2 separate regions of the Rattus norvegicus genome follow, and region 2 is linked to region 1. A link is a contact called in public Hi-C data. All regions are on one chromosome and are shown on one strand. The core of a region is the stretch at or near the end of the contact, and the rest is flanking DNA. Distances in the headings are between cores, read along the strand shown. Region 1 overlaps Sctr (secretin receptor). Region 2 overlaps C13h2orf76 (similar to chromosome 2 open reading frame 76).

Region 1 (5,925 bases), core at 307-2,806:
CAACTTTCAAGCTCTTTCTTATGCACTGCCTCCTGTCCACCATGAAGCAAACAGCATCCTTCTGAACATGTTCTTACCACCATGACATTCTGCCTCACCACAGGCCTAAAGTCAGTAGGGCTGAGGACAATAGACTGAACTCTTGGAAACTGTGAGAAAAACAAATTCCTCCCCTCTTAGATTGTTTATGTCAGCACCATCCAATATAGATGTGGTTCCAGGGGCCAGCAAAAGCATCTGCAGAATGAAGGATTAGACAGATGCTGGTCCCTTGAGGAACCCAGGACATGAGCAGCACTTGAATGCTTCTGAATCTTCACTCCGGATGTTACAGGGAGCCTGGGGCAGGAAGCCCTGTGCTTCTCTGTCTTGGAGCAGCTACAGAGTGCTTGTCTGTCCCATGATCCCGGAGGTCAGACTTTCTCCAGGCACCCACGGGTGTCCTCTTCAGGGCTGGGAAGGGTCTTCCCAGGTGTCCCTGGGTGCAACAGTTAATGTCCCACTGTCAGTTTGATGGGATGTAGAATCACTGAGGAGATAAACTTCCATGCACATCTGGGTTAACTAGGGTGGAAAGAGCTACCTGGAGTGGGAGCTGTTCCATGGGCTGGAGAAAAAGGGACAGAGTGATCTCAGCACAAACGTCCATCTCTTCTCTGCTGGCTGTGGATGCCGTGTGAGCAGCTGACTCCTGATGCTGTGCCTGCCTTGATGGACTGTACCCTCAAACTCTGAGCCCAAACCAGCACCGTCCTTTCTTACGCTGATCTTGTCACAGCGATGAGAAAAGTAATTAATGTAACAGGTATGACTTGGTCCTAGAAGAGTCCTTTCCTTCCGGACTGCTTTCTGTTTCTGGCATTTGGAGTTCCCCCTTCCTTCCTTCCTTCCTTCCTTCCTTCCTTCCTTCCTTCCTCCCTCCCTTCCTTCCTTCCTTCCTTATTTATTTATAGATTTATTTATTTTTAGATTTATTCATGTATTATATATGAATATACATAGCTGTCTTTAGACACACCAGAAGAGGGCATCAGATCTCATTACAGATGGTTGTGAGCCACCATGTGGTTGTCAGGAATTGAACTCAGGACCTCTGGAAGAACAGTCAGTGCCCTTAACTACTGAGCCATCTCTCCAGCCCACAGTGTTCCCCCTTCCTTAAGCAGGTATCTCCATGCACTTTCTCCAGTACTGAGGGAAGATGGCCACTTCCAGAGACTATTAGCCACCTGAGAAGTGAGACTCAGAGCTGCCTGGAGCTGGCCAAGTCACCAGGGCACTAGCCAAAGACTCCAGTCCAGATGATAGGTGACCTTGCCTGCCTGGCCAGACAGAATGAGGTGTCAGAATGTCTGAGAATCTTCTGGGGGTCACGTTGGGCAGGGTCCACAGAACAGCCAACCCAGAGCTAACTGGGGCCTGGTAAAGGTGACTGGGGTAGGTAGGCACCCTTGCCAGCTGGCTCAGTGCCACACTCCTCATGTCAGCCAGGCCCTGGGCCAGGGTGGAACTACTGCCAGGCCTGAGCTCTGAGAAGCAGACATTCTGGAACTGCATATTGCAACAGCCCAGGTGTCACAGGGTGTCAATGGCCCATGTGTGGAGGAAGAACAGAGGAGTCCAAGGTGGAGCAAGAGACAAACGCAGGAGGATGACCAAGCTGGGGTCCTGTACAGCCTTCCTGTCTCCTCAGTGAAGGGTCACCCTCCAGGCTGCCCTCACATCAGGAAAACTGGCCCTAAACCCTGCATTTCAGAGCATTACCCACAGAAGCACTTATTTGCCCAGTTCATCTCCATCCTCTGAGCAAAGATGGCAGAGAGCAGACCTGTGAATTCCTGGCAGGCGAGGAAACGGCTCACATGGAGGCTTGGCCTTTTCCGTGGCACTTGTTTGAACAATTTTTATTTTACTGGTTATGTGGTTTTTAGAGAATTTACTTTGTCTTTAGAAGATGGGGGGGGGCAAACAGGGTGCTGGGGCTACAGCTTTGTTGGGGGCAGTGCTGGCCTAGCATGTAGGGAGCCCTGAGTCCAGCTCTAGCATCACAGGAGCAGGCAAGGTGGCACACACCTGAAATCTGAGCCATCAGGAAGAGGAGGAGGAGGAGGGAGAGGAGGAGGAGGAGGGAGAGGAAGAGGAGGAAGAGAAGGAGGAGGAGAAGGGAGAGGAAGAGGAGGAGGAAGAAGAGGAGGAGGAAGAGGAGAAGGAGGGGGCGGTCAGAAGGTCAATGTCATCTCTGACTACCTCGCAATTTGAGGCCAACCTGAGCTACATGAGACGATGTCAAGAAAGAAAGAAAGACAGCAAGGAAGGAAGGAAGGGAGGAAGGGAGGGAGGGAGGGAGGGGTAAAGAAAGAAGGGAGGGAGGGAAGAAGAGGAAAAAGCACAAGGCCCCTCAAAAGCCATACGACTGGTGTGAAAAATGGCTCTGTGGAGAATGGCTACAGAGACCAGAGCACGGACAGCCCAGCAGAGAGCTCTTCCCCGGCCAGGCACAGAAGGACCCTGTGGCTACGGGTAGTGATCCCTTAGCTACCACCCATGCAGAGCAAAGTCTGAGGTGTTTTCAAGAAATGCCAAGGCAATGGGAGGGACCAGATTGGGGGAGGATGGCGAGAGATGGTACTGGGAGAGACAACTGGAATGGAAAGCGGGGGTAGGCATGTCTGGGATGAGCTAGAAACCTAGGACAGTGGAAACTGCCAGGAATCTGTGAGGGTGACCCTAGCTAAGACCCCTAGCAATGGGAGACATGGAGCCTGAACCGGACACCACCTGTAACAGGCAAGACTTCCAGTGGAGGAATTGGGGACACCAACCCAGTCATAAAACTTTCAACATACAAGATGTGCTGGGGTAAAGGTGGCTTAGAAATTGTGGGAGTGGCCAACCAATGACTGTCCAACTTGAGACCCACGAGCCCATCCCTGATGTTGCCGGGAGATCCAGACCCAGAGTCTAGATAGCGCAGAGACCTACGATAGAATCAAGCACTACTCAGGGGAAACAAAGGTCATGAAATGATTCCTCATGGTACTCTGCTATACTCATAGACTGGTGTCTAGCCCAACTGTCACCAGTAACTGATGGAAACAGATGGAGAGACCCACAGCCAAACATCAGGTGGAGTTCAAGCAACCCTGACGAAGAAGGGAAGGGTGGACTGTAGGAACCACGGGATCAAGGACACCACACAACAAAACCCAGAATCAACTAACCTGAGACTTAAACACCAACAGGGAGCTTGCATGGGTCTGACCTAGACCCTCTCTGCACATATGCTACGTATGTTGTGTAGCTTTATCTTGTGGGACTCCTAACAGTGGGGGCAGGGGCTGTCTCTGACTCTGCTGCCTGACTGGGACCCTTTTCCTCATACTGGGTTGCCTTGTCCAGCGTTACTACAAGGGATGGTACCTAGTCTTACTACAACTGGATATGCCATGTTTGGTTGACATCCATGGGAGGCCTGCCCCTTTCTAAAGAGAAAGGAATGAGGAGTGGATGGGGAGAGGGTAGAGGGGACGGAGGAGGGGGGATTTGGAGGAGAGGAGGGAGGGGATATGAAAATAATAAACAAGCACACAAGCAGATGGATGGGTGGGTGGGTGGGTGGAGAGATGGACAGATAGATGGATAGAAGTGCCAAGGCTTAAGTGTCAGGAGAACAGAGTCAAAATAAAAGCCACAGCTAAGAGAGAATGATCTGTTGCCACCCAGTGGAGGGTATAGGCTCCTCTAGCCTCTGAGTCTGGAACAACCCAATGCGTGCCTGTGTCTTGCCTAGAGATAGCCCCAGATGCAGGCTTATGGTGAAGTAGGGCCAGGAAATGGCGGAAGACTGAGCTGGAAGGCAGAACGGGGCCTTAGAGACCTTCAGGGCCCCAGCCAGCCAGGGTGCTTGGCTCACAGAGAGCCAGCCCTCTGTCAACTTTTACTCTTTCCTGTGTGAGTGCATGGGGCTACCCTCAGGGCTTATTTATAAATCGGCACAGATGGCCTGATGATAACAGGGACTATTTCTGGAGTGTGTGACAGAGGAGTTGGAACACCCCTGCTCTGGGACCCTGAACCTGCTGGTGGAGGTCCCGGGGAGTCAGCTCATGGTTCTTCCTTGCCTGATAGGAGCATTTTAGACTCACTATGAGTGGTTGCATAGTATGACCAATGCCAGGGCATTGTAAACCTCCCAGAGGTTGATTTAATGTGAGGTTCATGTCAACAGAAAAGCACAAAGGTAAAAACCTTCTGTGCCTTCCCACTCATGCTCGGGGGAGACCAACCAGCTGGACAGACAAGAAGAGAGCATGGACGTGCTCCACTTGACAGAGAAGGCAGAACACCAAGGTCTTGCTGGAGGTCACACAGGCCCTATGTGACAAATCTGGGTGGATGCCCAGGCCTGTTATGACCACAGAACCTACAAATATCTGGCCACATCCTCTCCTTCTGGAACATTTTTTTTTATAAGGAGAGCCAGAAACTTCCCCCGGCCCCCTCTGAGAGGACGGGGCTTCTACAAACCCAGTAATAAATATCCTGGTAGAGTGGCAGCTAGGGTCATGACCCCGAGACATTCCCACAGAACGGACTGGGCCCCCTAACTCAAAAGAGCTGAAGAGTCAGTGTTTTATACGTGGTAGGTATTTCAGGCCTGGTGACTCTCCGTGAGTGGCATTTCCTGTAATTTGTCTAGCTTTCAAACATTAACCTCTACCTGAGAGAAGCAACAGCTTAACCATTAACCCCAGGCCCCCAGCAGAGAGTCCCCTGACTGCTCCTGAGCACAGGAGCCAACCTTGCGAGGGATTGAGAATTGAGTTTATTGGAAACCCACTGAGGTGGCAGGGTGGTGAGGAAAACACCTCAACCCCTCCGAGGCCTTGCATCAGGCTCAGAGCATTTGACACCTGCCTGGTTCTAAGAACAACCCTCAACCAGGCAGTCAGTTCTGTCCACAGGAGCTCCTTCCCCCTACCTCAGCCATCTTGGTGCCACACTGCCCCTCCCACCTTGCTCATCACAATGGGCCAAGAGTGTGGATGAGGGACCAGGGATGGTGTGAAACACTTCCCAGCAAAACTTCACTTTGCACTAGGGAGGTGATTTGATGGGTCAAGTGCTTGCTCTACAAGCAGGAGGACTTGAGTTCAGAGCCCTAGAACCTACATAAAGCTAGGTGTACTGCAATCTGCAATCCCAGCATGCCTGCGGGAGAAAGGCACAGAAAGTGCGCAGGCGCCCTCAGGTCAGCCAGCCTGGCATAGCCATCAGTGTTGAAATCTTGTCTCAAAGAAGGTGAGAGGCAAGGAGCAGTTGTCCTCTGACTTCACACATACTCCCTACATGCGCATGCACGTGTGCGCGCGTGCACACACACACACACACACGCACACAGACACACAAAGACATATATATATATATATATATATATATATATATCATACACACACCATACAGATGCACGCACTCAAAGATTTATAAATGAACGACAAACTCACCTTGATAAACTGCGTGTGAAGAAGCAAATGGTGAGAATACGCTAGCTGTTCCCAGAGAAAGGAGACATGAAGATGCTGCCTTCTGAGTCCATGAACACCATGGACCGGATCCGACAGCTGATTGGGCGCACAAAATTGGACCCACCCCGGACAGCCACCTGGTCCTGAGGACAGGTTTCCCACCCTGATGACTGGACAGTTTCCTCAACCTGCAGAGGGTACTGGGCTGAGGGAGGCCTCCTACCTGATGCTGTCTCCGGGCCCAGTGCTCCTTTCTTCTCTTTGGAGAGTTGCTGTAGGCAGTGGGCCCGTTCCTCAAGCAGCACACGCCGCACGTCACACAGTCGGGGCGGAACTCCAACCTGCAAGTGGAACACCGAAGATTCTCGTCAGTGCTGCTGGTGGATCCTGCCTTCTTCAA
Region 2 (5,725 bases), core at 2,463-4,962, 120 kb before region 1:
ACATGCTTTCTTCTAGGTCTGTCACCTTGGGCTACATGAGCTACATCAGGGCCATCAGGAATGTTTGCTGGCCGATAGGCAGGTCTGAGGATGACCTGCATTCCCCAGGGCACACTGGCAGAGCAGTCGAGCAGAGGGCCGGAAGGTATGCAAGCCTGGCAGGCGTAAGGCTGGATCCCCTGCGTTCCAAAAGACATCAGAGAGGGAGGGAGGGAGGGCGGGAGGGAAGGGAAGGAGGAAGGAGATATAAAGAAAACCTTACTGTTTCCCAACCAAACCCAGCAGCTCAGTATCTCTGTATTACAGGAGTTCAGCTGAACTAAGACTGTGCACACCCCACTGCAGAGGCCATTGGGTAAGGCTTTGAAAAGTGAGAGTGCCCGGGGCTTGGGAAGGTCTTTAAACTCGGCATCCACAAAACCGGTTCTGGCTGGCGCCTGCTGGAGCACCAGGTTCCCCGGTAGCCACAACACTGCAGCCCAGATACTCAACAACCCCTCAAAGGCCCTCCCTGGGAACCCAGGGCTACACTGGCCCAGGCTCAAACAGGTTGAGGGGCTTGGAGTAACCAGAGCTGGCAGGCTTACAGACTCCAGTTCCGGGACTGACAGACACTCAGGAACCAAGGACAGCGGCTACTCCGGGACTGTGCAACTTCCCAAGCTGGCACCTCTCCACTTGGCAGAGTTCCCAGCCAAACAGCTAGGAACCCAGCAAAGCTGACTCCTGTGGCAAGACACATGGCACATGAAGCCTGAGCTTGACGCTCCCATAAACATGGAAAACACATGTTCACATGACGCTGGGTTGTGGGCTTTTTAGACTGATCCATATCAGCTTAAGAAAACCGGGCAACTGCAGCTGACTCTGGCTATGCATGGTAGTCTGTGTCTGCAAAGTTGGCCATCAATTGATCAAGACATGTTCTGTCATGTTCTGTCATGTGTGTTTGTAAAACTGAATTCACAGATGACGATGCCGTGTATAGAAAGTTGTCTGCCACACCAGTTAGCTCTGGAAGGTTCCTTCTCACACTTAGGAACAGTCAATGATTCAGAGCTACACCTGGGGTGTTAGATGTAGCAAAAGACGGGCTCTGGGAGATGGCTCTATCGGTAAAATGCTTGTCTCCTAAGCACGAGAACCTCAGTTTGGACCACAGGAATCTACATTAAACACGGCACAGGGGCTGGTGAGACGGTTCAGCAAGTAAAGGCCCTTACTACTCACGCTGGCTCAGGGAGGCCGGAAGGAAGACACAGCACCTGAAGTAGGTGCCGCTACGATGGGCGCATGCATGATAGAGAGGTGGAAACTCGGTGGAGAGACGGAGAGAAAGCTAGGCTGAGGGGCTCAGTCACTGTGAGGAAGGTGGGACTGGAGACTCCACAGCAGTGAGGAACAGGCAGATATGAAGAGGCCATGGTGGGGTCCTGGCCCGGGCTGCCACTAAGGGCCATGTCTGGGTTGGTGGTCTTGCTGAAGCTGGGCTCTATGTCATGGTCTGTGGTCCTGGTTACCACCAAAGGCCAAGTGAATGCCCGTGGTTTGGCTGCACAAGAGACTGCGTGGCTATCTGAAGGACTTGCTGTTGCAGGGAGACAAGCTGATCTGAGTGGCCTGCACTGCCACCTGAGGCCTCGGGGACACCCAGGCCCATGCTGCTGCTGGGAGCCACATCTGAATCCACGGTCTTGAAGCCAGGATCTGTGTTGATGTCCCAGGCTGGCGTTACCACCAAAGTCCAGGCCAGTCTCTAGTATGGACTGCTGCCTGAGGGGCTGTGCTGACCTGGCCTGGCCCCTCTCCTACACAGCACAGTAGAGCTGACCCTGATGGTGGGGGAGGGGTGAGCCAGCCCCAAGGCCATGAGAGCAGGAGGGCCGACCCTGTCTCTTGCCGGCTGTAGCACTAGGTGAGTTTGTCCTGGTGGTGAGGGACAAAGAGTGGGATGGTCTCCTAGGACCTCCCAGGCCCAGATCTGGTGCTTCAGGTTGGCCCACCCCAACACCTACTCCATCTCTGAACGGCTGGGGCGTGTGTAGGGTCCAGTCTGTAGGATCTCCATGACACAGGGCAACAACAGGGTATCAAAGCCTTGTCCCGGGTTGGGGATTTAGCTCAGCGGTAGAGCGCTTGCCTAGGAAGCGCAAGGCCCTGGGTTCGGTCCCCAGCTCCGAAAAAAAAAAAAAAAAAACAAAACAAAACAAAAAAAAAAAAAAGCCTTGTCCCAGTGAGGCTCCAGGATAGACAGGGTAGCAGAAGCCAGAGGCTGTGAAACAAACCAGTGACTCACTGCGATGATCCTTTGCAAGTAAAGATGTGTAGACAGAGGGTACACTGGGGGACACACTGTGACATACACAGCTTTCATGACAAGGTTTTGTTTTTAATTCTATCTTATTTTATTTTCTTTGGGAGGATCGCAAGGACAAAGGGCAGATATGAAGGGATAGAGAACATGATGTGAAATTCACAAAGAATCACTATTTTAAAAAGCCCTTAACACCGAGCACGATAATGTCAGTTTTATTCTATGATCCCGCACAGTAGAGGGAAAAGCCAAATCCTGCAAGTTGTGTTCTGACCGCCATCATGCGCTCCCAACACACACACATACACACACACACACACACACACACACACAGATATACACACACAGACAGAGACAGACACACACACACATACACACATACATACATACACATACACACAGATACACACAGACACACATACACACTGACAAATACACACACAGACACACACATACATACACACGGATATACAGACACACACACAGACACACACAGACACATACACATATACATACACACTGACACATACACACAGACACACACATATATATACACAGACACACATATACACAGACATACAGACACACATACATACAAACATACACATACATATACACTGACACATACATGCAGACACACACATATATACACACAGACACACATATACGCAGACATACATACATATAATTTTTAAGTAAAAAAAGTTGTGTCTGGGAAGATGACTCAAGGGCGGCTGCCAAGCCTACTGACCTGTGTTTGACTCTTGGGACCCAAATGAAGGAAGAGACCCAATCCCCTCAAGTGTCCTTGGATCCCCACAATGTGGCTGGCACATGCACCTACTACACTAATGAACGTAATTCTAAAAGTTAATGAGTCACTTTAGAAGTCATTCCTTAAAAGAATGAAAAGGAGAGAGGGAGAGAGGAAGGACAGAAGGAAGGACGGAAGGAGGGATGGACGGAAGGCAGGCAGGCAGCCCGGCCACCCGGTATACCAGTACACGCCTACAGTCGCAGTGGTAAGACGGTAGCCAGAGACAGGCAGATCCCTAGAAGCTTAAGGGAGAGCTAGCCTAGCCTACTTGGCAAAGTTCAAGGTTATTAAGAGACCTTGTCAAAAGGGGTGGGGGTACCTGAGAAGGGACATTCAACGTTGCCCTTTGACCTCTACACATGCAAAGCATACACGCACACATACACTAAATATATTGTAAACTGGATGTCTGTTTAGCTGAGGATCTGAAATGAGAAGACCAAGTGTCGTCCTGTCAGCCCCGAGCTGCGCTTGTGAGCACAGAATGACTGACACTTTTTGTTGCTCTGTAAGAGCCAAAAACTGATCAGAGCAAGCACTCGAGGCATGCCTCTCTGCTTGGGTAATCAATAACGATCAGTGAGCACCGGACTCCACAAACAGCCTGGGACTGACCACATGACCAACGGCCGCACGCTGGCCTCTGCTAACTGTCTGCTTTCCTTTCGAGACAGGGTCTTGCTATGCTGCTGGGGCTGGTCGTGAATCTGGACTCCAGCGATCCTTCTGCCTCTGCTGCCCAGGTGCATCACCATGCCTAGCGTCACCTTCAGTATCTGGTGCGAGCTATTTCCAGCCTCTAAAATGAGAGAATCCAAAATACAGAATGGAAGGAAGTCTTGGCCAGCTATTTGTCTGACAGAAGATCAGTGTTCAGAATATATAAACACCCAAAATATTAAACACCAGAAAACAAAAAATTCAATGGATAAATAGGCAAATGAATGACACACAAATCAAACCAAACACCATTGAGAGAACATCTTTATTTCTGTCAGAGTAGCTGTCATCACACACATACACACACACACACACACACACACACACACCTTGGCTGATTGTGTAATTCACTGTTGTGAATGGTGCCTCCATAAGCATGTGAGTGTCTGGATTGTATGGTGGATTGTATGGTGACCATAGTTTTCTCAAGTTGTTACCTAGCAATGGGATAGCTGAAGGTGACGCTAGGCATGGTGATGCACCTGGGCAGCAGAGGCAGAAGGATCGTGCGTCTTGGGGAGTCTGGTGTGGTGGTCAGGTTCTATGTCTGTGGTTTATGTGTATGTGATTCAGTCACAAAAGAGTGACAGTATTTTTGGTAGGAATATGGATACAAGAAAAATACTGTGATAATCAAAACAAAGGCGGATTTGGAAAGACAAACACTGTTTCTCTCATACGTGGGAAAAGATTAAGGAGCAGAGCAGAAGGGAGTCTATTCAGGAAGTGGGGCAGAAAAGGGAGAGCAGCAGGTGGGTGCGGAGAGGAACGGTGACAAGAATCAAAGCATCTTATACACCAGTATGAAAGTCCCCAGGGAGCCCATTATTCTACACAAGCCTTTGAAAGGGGAAAAAGTATCAGAAGTTCTAAGTGTAGGAAAAGAATTCACACGAAAACAGCAAGGACAGAAGACTTTACAGATGCTGGCTCCCTCTGTGTCACACCAGCAGGCTATGCACCCTCCGACCTCCCTCCGTGCTACACCAGCAGGACTGTGCACTGTCTGACCTCCCTGTGTGTCACACCAGCAGGACTGTGCACCCTCCGACCTCCCTGTGTGTCACACCAGCAGGACTGTGCACCCTCCGACCTCCCTGTGTGTCACACCAGCAGGGCTGTGCACTGTCTGACCTCCCTGTGTGTCACACCAGCAGGACTGTGCACCCTCCGACCTCCCTGTGTGTCACACCAGCAGGGCTGTGCACTGTCTGACCTCCCTGTGTGTCACACCAGCAGGACTGTGCACCCTCCGACCTCCCTGTGTGTCACACCAGCAGGGCTGTGCACTGTCTGACCTCCCTGTGTGTCACACCAGCAGGGCTGTGCACTGTCTGACCTCCCTGTGTGTCACACCAGCAGGACTGTGCACTGTCTGACCTCCCTGTGTGTCACACCAGCAGGGCTGTGCACTGTCTGACCTCCCTGTGTGTCACACCAGCAGGGCTGTGCACTGTCTGACCTCCCTGTGTGTCACACCAGCAGGGCTGTGCACTGTCTGACCTCCCTGTGTGTCACACCAGCAGGACTGTGCACTGTCTGACCTCCCTGTGTGTCACACCAGCAGGACTGTGCACTGTCTGACCTCCCTGTGTGTCACACCAGCAGGGCTGTGCACTGTCTGACCTCCCTGTGTGTCACACCAGCAGGACTGTGCACTGTCTGACCTCCCTGTGTGTCACACCAGCAGGGCTGTGCACTGTCTGACCTCCCTGTGTGTCACACCAGCAGGGCTGTGCACTGTCTGACCTCCCTGTGTGTCACACCAGCAGGGCTGTGCACTGTCTGACCTCCCTGTGTGTCACACCAGCAGGGCTGTGCACTGTCTGACCTCCCTGTGTGTCACACCAGCAGGGCTGTGCACTGTCTGACCT

What was found. Hi-C and Micro-C count contacts between places; a contact is called where the count stands out from the background.
Region 2: a contact with region 1 is called in a Hi-C map of liver, with 8 times the contacts expected there. The contact joins two enhancer-like sites. A contact is called at or near these places in 11 of 12 Hi-C or Micro-C datasets (the A7r5 cell line, the Rat2 cell line, Schwann cells and 7 more) and 1 of 1 datasets of contacts at active chromatin or transcription factors (oligodendrocytes).

Annotation. Positions count from the first base shown.
Region 1 is chr13:33,697,097-33,703,021 of GRCr8, reverse strand. It overlaps Sctr (secretin receptor), which reads right to left. Exons shown (of 13, transcript NM_031115.1): 2 at 5,749-5,866. Among named protein-coding and RNA genes, the nearest start is that of Sctr, 19 kb to the right of the region's middle. Within about 2 kb of position 1,556, at least 9 of the 93 cell types and tissues checked have an H3K27ac peak or open chromatin away from gene starts, as enhancers often do. A contact at or near this core is called in hepatocytes and liver, where this site is marked.
Region 2 is chr13:33,822,533-33,828,257 of GRCr8, reverse strand. The region is part of intron 1 of C13h2orf76 (similar to chromosome 2 open reading frame 76); the gene reads right to left. Among named protein-coding and RNA genes, the nearest start is that of C13h2orf76, 23 kb to the right of the region's middle. Within about 2 kb of position 3,712, at least 2 of the 93 cell types and tissues checked have an H3K27ac peak or open chromatin away from gene starts, as enhancers often do. A contact at or near this core is called in hepatocytes and liver, where this site is marked.